Linked DNA regions of Mus musculus: regions 2 and 3 are each linked to region 1. Evidence: chromatin contacts called from public promoter capture Hi-C data. All regions are on one chromosome and are shown on one strand. The core of a region is the stretch at or near the end of the contact, and the rest is flanking DNA. Distances in the headings are between cores, read along the strand shown. Region 1 holds the start of Tor4a (torsin family 4, member A). Region 2 holds the start of Entr1 (endosome associated trafficking regulator 1). Region 3 holds the start of Card9 (caspase recruitment domain family, member 9).

Region 1 (2,523 bases), core at 16-2,515:
AAGGACTGCTAGAGGCTGAAGCCTGGGAGAGACAAAAGGTCTGTGTGGCTGGATTCTGCTAGTGTGGGCCAAGTGTGCCTTCAAGGAGCTGTGAAAGGAAAGGGTGTGGTAGGTGAAGGGTCAGGTTTGGGGCTGGTGAGGTTGGATTTTACAGTAGGGTTGGGACCAGGGATTGGGCACTGAGGCTTGTGAACCTTCTGTCTATCAAAGCCTTATCCTTGCAAAAAGTAACTCTGGGGCATGAGTTCCCTGAATGGGTCACTTTATCAGCTCTTTTCCTTATTCCGGAATGGGACTCTGGGCCCTAGAGAGTTCGATAGATCAGCCTCTTGGAAAAGTAGCTGGCCAGCATTGGGTTTACCTAAAGATTATCCTGTCCCTTTCTTGCAGGGCCTGATCCAGGACCCCAGGGCCCAGTATCCTTGGGTCAGGAAATTCTCGACTAGAAAACTAAGGTTTCTAAGAGCCTCTTCCCTCTAGGGCCTGCTCAATCAGCTGTGTGCATTGATATTTTACACGGTCTGTGAAGTGTAGATGGGGGGGGGGTCATGGGTGAGGCTGAGTTGTTTAGATGGCTCTGGAAACACTTATCCTCTCTGGCCACTCTAAACTTTGTGAGAGTTCTGGAAAGTTCAGGATCCCAGGCTGGCCAAGGAAGCAACCAGCTCCCTTTCAGAATGGGAGGAGTCTGAGGCACTTCCCTTCCTGCATAAATGGGCATGGAGGTGGGCAGGGCTGCAGGCAAACAGGTTGCCATGAAAAGTCTAAAGCTTTTCTGTCTCCCAGTTCTTGCTCAAAGAACATTTTTCTATCTGCTCTCCCACTCCACAAGGGCTCTGAGACATAAGGGGTTCTATCCCTAGCGCTAGAACTTTTGTTTCTTGGGTCCTGCCCTATGAGAGGTCCAGGTGAATGGGCAAAGGGGAGGGTGGGCGGTAGAGAAGGGAAAGGAAGGGAAGTACAGAAGAAAAGGGATTAGAGGCACCCCGCTGAGCAAATGACCTGCTTTCTACTAGTTTACTAAGTAGGGTCTTTTGGGTCACTTCCTCAGTTTATCTGGGTCAGGGAAAGGGGTATCCTGGCAGAGGCGATGTCAGTAGAGGGCAGACTGAGCTTTCAGGAGTCCAGGGAACCTATGGGAAGAGCTGCTGGACGGGCTCCTCCCTCTCTGTGCCCTGGATAGGGGTTCTGGGTCAGTCAGCCAGACCTGCCCCCACTGGTGGTTCCGTTCAGCCCAAGCTCCGCCTGCCAGCACCCCTGACTCACTTCCTTTGCATCTAAGCGGAAACCTCCCCAGAGCTTCCCCTGTTCCTGTCCCTGGGGACCTGCAGAAGTTGTTACCCCTTCAAGCCTGAGTTGGGCCAGCCAGACCCTGGCCCACCCACCTCACCGATTGGGTGGAAGACTAGCATTTCCTGCTTCCTGAGTTGCTGGCTCCTGGCCTTGGAAGGGAGTGGCTGAGCTGGAGGAGCCTGCGCAGCTGCAGGTAGGTAGCTGCAGATATGGAGAGCTTCAGGCCAGCCTCCTCAGAGGCAAGGCTTTAATCCTTCCTCGGCTCTTGTTCATTTTTCTGCTCTTGTGTTCTCTGGGAGGATGGTGAGGGACCCCAGATTTGGGCTTGGATGGGAGCTAAGGGTGGGAGTGGGTTGGAAGGCCTAGGTTGTGACTAGGGACAGTGCTAGAATCCATTCTCAAAACCATGAAAGTTTGTCTGCATATTCCACCAACTGTCCTAAGTATGGGGAGAGTCTCAACTCTTAGGGGTACTGAGTCCTCTGGAACAAGGTGCCTACTTGGGACCTGTAAAGCCTTTGACAGTCTGATAGGTGCTGGGTGTGTTTGTGCAGGGTCCAATTTGACCATTCTATAACCCTAATCAGTGACAACGAGCCTTCTGTTTATTCCTCTAAGAGGGAGGTCAACAGTATGATAAATTATACACCTCGCCCCACCCCCGCACTTCCTCACAGCCTAGGCCTTTTCGGAGAGGACCCAAGAGATTTGCATGCGTTGGGGCCCTCCTGCTGAGAGCCGGGCTTCCTGGTTAGTGGAACTAGCGAGGCGGGGCCAGTATTTGGCCGGAAAGTACCTTAAGGAACCCCAAGAGGGTAAGATCGGGGACTCACGAAGTCTTCCCATTTTTCTATTGCAGGGAGGGGAACTACATGCCCAGCATAGGTCCTGAACCATGGACCGCAGCCATCCTAGCCTAGAGCCCCAGGCCAAGGGACCATGTGTGATAGCGCCAGTGCGCGCCGTGCTCCGTCTGCGCCGCCGAGTCTGCGTCCTGCGCAAGAGGCGCCTCTTGCAGCCAGGCACTGAGCCGGACTCTGGGACAGGGACACTTGGGCCCACCGGCAGCTTGGGCACTCTACGTGCCGACCTAGACCAACCTAAATTCTTCACCTTCGACAGCCTGACAGAGCTGACTTCTAGGACACCCCGCAAGAGGCGCAGGCGTAGTCGGGTAGTTCTCTACCCAGAAACCTCACGGAAGTGCCGACCCCGCACAGAGCGGCAGAG
Region 2 (2,523 bases), core at 12-2,511, 1.2 Mb before region 1:
TTGAGGTCTGGCAGTCACAGATACCACCATGTTTTTCCAGCGTAAGCAGGATTTCGTCTTTGCTGTCAAATCGAGCAGTGGACTATAAAAATAATTAAGCTTAAGTAAATAACCCAAAATCCATTAAGTGTACATTTGCTTTCAAACACACAAAATCATGTCAGAAGTCTTTTGTGAGCACCAACTTCATATTCAGATCCTTAACTAATACAAGTTCTTAAAAAGGAAAACTGAAAACTTATAAAAATTACAAATTAGACACTGACCGAAAATGCCAATTTTTCCAAAAAATGAGCTATTCCACTAAGATATTTCGCTTCATATCGTGATCCTGAATTAATAAGAACTGGTAATAAAAAGAAAATGGACAGGTTAAGCCAAATATTCAAAACATTTAATCAACAGAAAGTTTTCAAAACAATGGCCAATAGAACTTACTTCCTACGGTACAGAATTGTCCAAACTTATTTTGAGATGCCACACGAAGCCCATTGTCCAGAGTGGTAACTTTGGTTTCAAACTTTTCCTGTCCATCAACTGTTGCAAAAATAGGCTTGGGTACTCCAGGCAAGGGAGAAGAGAGGGGGATGTTGGGGTAGGTGGCACCACTGCTGAACCGTCTGTGTGCAGGAGATCCAAACCTACAGCAGAGCAGCAAAATATTTAGTCTTATTTTATGTCACGGATGTATGTTCATCACAGGCATGCCCGTTGTCCATGGAGGTCAGAAGAGGGCTTTGGATCCCCTGGATAGTGGAGTTATAGATAGATGGTTGTGAGCCACCAAATGGGCGCTGGTAGCCAAACCCAGGGGAAGCAGTCAGTAGGCCTAACTACTGAGCCATCTCTTCGACCCCGGTCTTTGGGGCTTCACTGTCCACTCTGATCAGCAGGCTGCGTGAGAAACGAGTTCCTGTGCATATGGGCCTGGGCAAGCCCGGCCCCTCAGGGCTTCGCTTTGGTCTAAAGGCTCCAGCCGAGGGACTCTGCCGACCACTCCCAACCAGGTTCCAGTCCCCAGCTCCTTCTCCAGGCCCAAGGCGCCTGTGCTCTGATCCAGAGGCCCATTCTTCTCTTCCAGTTCCCCCCGGTACCAACTCCCCCGAGTCCTCCCTTCCTCGCACCGAGACAGGCCTCGGCTCACCTGGGCCGCGCGCACAGCACCGCAGATCCCCGAAGCAGCCGCGCAGCCGCCCACACTGCCGTCGCCATCGCGCCGCCGCGCTTCTGCGGTCACTTCCGCTTCCGACCCCGCCCCGCGGCGTTCGGCGCTGGCTTCCGGCCCGCCGAGCCGGATGAGGCAGGGGCCGGCGACTGCCTTGCGGGCCATGGGGCCGCGGCCGGGTTAGGGCGCGGCGATGTCGGGCTACGCGCGGCGGCAGGGCGCGCCCCCTCTATCGCGGACGCGGAGCCTTGTGGTTCCCGACGGTGAGCGGCGCGCGGCTGGGGCAGGGCCGGGGGGCGCGGGCGGCGGCGGCCCGCGGTGAAGCCGCTCTCGTTGTCGCTTACAGCTCCTGCGTTCTATGAGCGCCGGTCTTGTCTCCCCCAGCTAGACTGTGAGCGCCCCCATGGCGGGGACCTGCACCCCCATCTCTTCGGCTTTCGGCCGACGTTTATGTGCTATGTGCCCAGCCCGGTGCTGGCTTCGGTAGGAGACACAGGTGAGAGTCGGTCGGGGCGCCGGCCACAGTGCGGAGCTGGGCAGCGCGGGGAGCCCTCCCCACAGCCCGCCCGCCCGCCTCAAGGCAGGAAGGTAGTGCCTGGTGGAGCTCGGAGGCCACTTAAGCCCACCGGCTTGGGCAAGGCCAGGGGCTGGACCTAGCGGGTCTGCGTTCCACCTGCAGCTGCTCTTAGAGCGCGCAGGGATGTGTAGTTTACCGCATCCAGCCTCAGAAGACAGCTTTCTAGTCCCAGACTCAGTGGGAGTCAGGCGTCTGCGGTCTTCACCTCCCTGGACAAACGCTGCAGTCATAAGGCTTGCTGTGATCACGGTGAGCTGACCATGTCTTTTTGCAGGTTTTGGCTATGGAAAGGGGAAATGTACTAACCAAGGTCCTTCGGGAGCCCCTGAGACGCGCTTTGGAGGTAGAGTAGCTCAGTGGGTCTTCTTTCCCTCTTAGACTCAGTGCCTGGCAGGGGTCTGGCCATGGGCTTTCAGGATGACAGGGTTTAAGGGGTATATACCTGGAGCCCAAAAGAGCAGTGGAGCCGGGCAGTGGTGGCGCACGCCTTTAATCCCAGCACTTGGGAGGCAGAGGTAGGCGGATTTCTGAGTTCGAGGTCAGCCTGGTCTACAGAGTGAGTTCCAGGACAGCCAGGGCTACACAGAGAAACCCTGTCTTGAAAAACCAAGAAAAAGAAAAAAGCGACATAAGATGTAGGTGTTATGAGACCCACATAAGCAACTGAGTCTGATAGGTGTGGAGGTAGAGGCTGGTCAACTAGGGTAGTTGGAGAGAAGGTCAGAGGAAGGGATGGCATAGAGCAGTTCCTGAGATGCACTGTGGCATCTCAGCAGCTTTG
Region 3 (2,523 bases), core at 11-2,510, 1.2 Mb before region 1:
CTTCCAGATGGTTGCTGGGAATTGAACTCAGGACCTCTGGAAGAGCAGTCAGTGCTCTTAACTGCCGGTTCATCTCTCCTTTTTCTTAGTCACTATTTCCATGACACCAGACTATACATCCTGGGCCCTTGGCTCTCCAGGATTTAGTTATTTTTTGTTTGTTTGTTTTGTTTTTGTTTTTCGAGACAAGGTTTCTCTGTGTAGCCCTGGCTGTCCTGGAACTCCCTCTGTAGACCAGGCTGGCCAGGATTTAGTTTTTACATGTGTTCATCCTCTGTGGGAAGCTTGCAGCTCATAGTAAAATGGTATGACCAGCCTAGTCCTAGTGATTGTACCAGCTGTCACTCCAGCTGATGGCCGTCACACATCCAGGGACGCGTGTTTGTCATGGCTCCTTCTAACCTCTGCACTGGGTTTCTCCATTCTGGAGAACTTGGGGTTTCTTCAGCTATCTGTGCTATTGACTTCCACTTCAGTTTTATGAGCAAAAGTTTCATGTTATTAACACTTTTAAGAAGCCACCACTGTGGAGGCCTTGTGACCTCCTTCCTGGAGTGACTGCAAAGCCATGGATGGACTCCCTTGCCGTCCTGGAAACCCAGCAAGCCACAATCCCTAGCAGTGTGGCCCCCCAAGGCCAAAGAGGACTCCTGACTGCTGCTTTTGGAAGTATTTTCAAGGCCACTGTCCCCATAGGAGCAAGCAGAGGGCCAGTAAGCTACAGAAGGGGCCAGCTGGGGCTCTGCATAAGTGTCCCACCCTTCCTTCCCATACAGCACTGGAAGCTTTTGCCTCAACTCATCTTGTAGGCTAGACAGCAGCGCCTGTCTAACAGCTACACTGGCTGGGCAGGGCTAGCAGGTCCCCACGCCCACCTCAGGCTGACTCTTGAAGGGCCACCCTGAAGGAGAGGCTGTGGCACGCAATCCATAGAGGACTATAGCTGCCTACAGCTTGTAGATTTTGACCAAGCTTTGTCCCACTGCACCTACCCTGCACCACTGTCCTTAGACGGCAGATGAGGATATGAGGCAGGGCCATGTTAGAAAAGCAACTTTCAGAAGCCTGGATCCAGGAGGACCTTGGACTGCCCATCCAGTTCAGATGAGCAGGCAGGGAGGGCTCCTCTGCTCCCAGAGTACTTCTACTTCCCTCTGTTCTGTTCCTGGATGGGCCAATCAGAAGGTAGACTGTCCCCTGCGGGAGGACTGGCTGGCTTGTGGCGTCAACCAGAACACATCAATCAGGAAGTGCACAGCCTCCTTCATGGCTCCACCCTTCTCCAGTTAGGGAACCCCTCCACACTCCCAGAGACCCAGGCTCCTGGTATGTCCATAACCCAGACAGCATCTGCTGGCAGGTAGCTCTCACAAGACCCTGAGGTAAGTTCAGTACCCTTCCAGGAAGGTGGGTGGAAGCCTGTGGTGACTGCTGGGGATCCTGGAGCGCGTAAGTACCTACAGGCAGGTGGCATCCTCCATCCTCACGCCTTCATTTGATTAATCCTTGTACACTGCAGCATAGTCCTCCAGTGCTGGACCATGTGGCTGTGGGGCTGCAATGGCAGGCCATAGGCCCAAGGTTTAGAGAAATGTCTGTCCACTGGGTCAACCAGAAAGCAGCAGGAAGCCAAGAGATGCCTCTGAAGAAGAGGCCTGCCATGGCCGTGTCTCTAACTGGAGGTGCAGCTCCGCTGGGGTTAGGGACTGAGCCAGGGGCGCTCTATGGCCACCTTAACTCAGCCCTAAAATCATTGAAGCCATTCACTGAGGCTACACTTGTCCACATGAGTAACCCCCTACATACAACTGGCCTGGTTGATTCCCATCATGTGGCCAAAGGCCAGGGCTCATCTAGCGGCAGAAAAGCAAACTGGAGGGAAGCCACAGCAGATGTCTGTAGACTGTGGATGACATTGCCTGCCCTTCCAGTATACTCCAGCCTAGCAGGAAGGCAGACATGCTCCTGCGGCCAACCCTCCCAGCCCTCCCGGAATAGCACCGTGCCACAGGCTGTTGCATCACCAGCTGGCTACAACGGAAGGCCTGAAGGGCACGGGGCTGTCAGGGAAGGAGGAAGTCAGACATAGGCCTGGCCCCCTGCACAGTGAGAAAGCCTCCAGCCAACCTGACCCTCTTAGTCCCAATCTGGAGACTGGCCAGCAAGGGTCCATGCCACCCAAGAAGGTACTATGTAGGATGGCCACTAGAGGCAAAAGCTCCTACCTCCAGGGCATGCCAGAGCACTTTTGGGTAGGGGCAGAAGCTAGAGCAGGGCTGTTGTACAAAGAGTATTCTCTTAGACCCCAACCGGTCACTTCCCTACATATCCATATGAGAAAGCCTGAGATGACAGGGGCCGGGCAGCTGCTTGGGGGTGCTCAGTTTGACAGGTGGTCTGAGGTGGCTTGTCTATGGACCTCTGCTTCCCCTCAGAAACTGTCCATGAGGCTGAGGAGATAGGGCTGAGCCCTGAAATTTCCCTAGAACGGATCCCTTCTGACCCTGCCCAAAGCCCTGCCCT

The links. Promoter capture Hi-C pulls out the DNA fragments that hold promoters and counts their contacts.
Region 2: a contact with region 1 is called in a promoter capture Hi-C map of liver, with 2.4 times the contacts expected there. The contact joins the promoter of Entr1 here to the promoter of Tor4a in region 1. A contact is called at or near these places in 2 of 39 promoter capture datasets (the HPC-7 cell line and liver) and 1 of 115 datasets of contacts at active chromatin or transcription factors (pancreatic cancer cells).
Region 3: a contact with region 1 is called in a promoter capture Hi-C map of liver, with 3 times the contacts expected there. The contact joins the promoter of Card9 here to the promoter of Tor4a in region 1. A contact is called at or near these places in 4 of 39 promoter capture datasets (liver, neutrophils and pre-B cells) and 1 of 115 datasets of contacts at active chromatin or transcription factors (pancreatic cancer cells).

The regions. Positions count from the first base shown.
Region 1 is chr2:25,195,555-25,198,077 of GRCm38.p6, reverse strand. It overlaps Tor4a (torsin family 4, member A), which reads left to right and starts at 1,265. Exons shown (of 2, transcript NM_146115.4): 1 at 1,265-1,486; 2 at 2,153-2,523. The coding sequence starts at 2,189.
Region 2 is chr2:26,388,054-26,390,576 of GRCm38.p6, reverse strand. It overlaps Entr1 (endosome associated trafficking regulator 1), which reads left to right and starts at 1,261. Exons shown (of 10, transcript NM_026563.3): 1 at 1,261-1,428; 2 at 1,512-1,661; 3 at 2,017-2,085. The coding sequence starts at 1,359. It overlaps Pmpca (peptidase (mitochondrial processing) alpha), which reads right to left and starts at 1,229. Exons shown (of 13, transcript NM_173180.3): 1 at 1,145-1,229; 2 at 439-641; 3 at 267-346; 4 at 1-82. The coding sequence starts at 1,212.
Region 3 is chr2:26,359,646-26,362,168 of GRCm38.p6, reverse strand. It overlaps Card9 (caspase recruitment domain family, member 9), which reads left to right and starts at 1,260. Exons shown (of 13, transcript NM_001037747.3): 1 at 1,260-1,382. The region is part of intron 1 of Gm13562 (a long non-coding RNA gene); the gene reads right to left.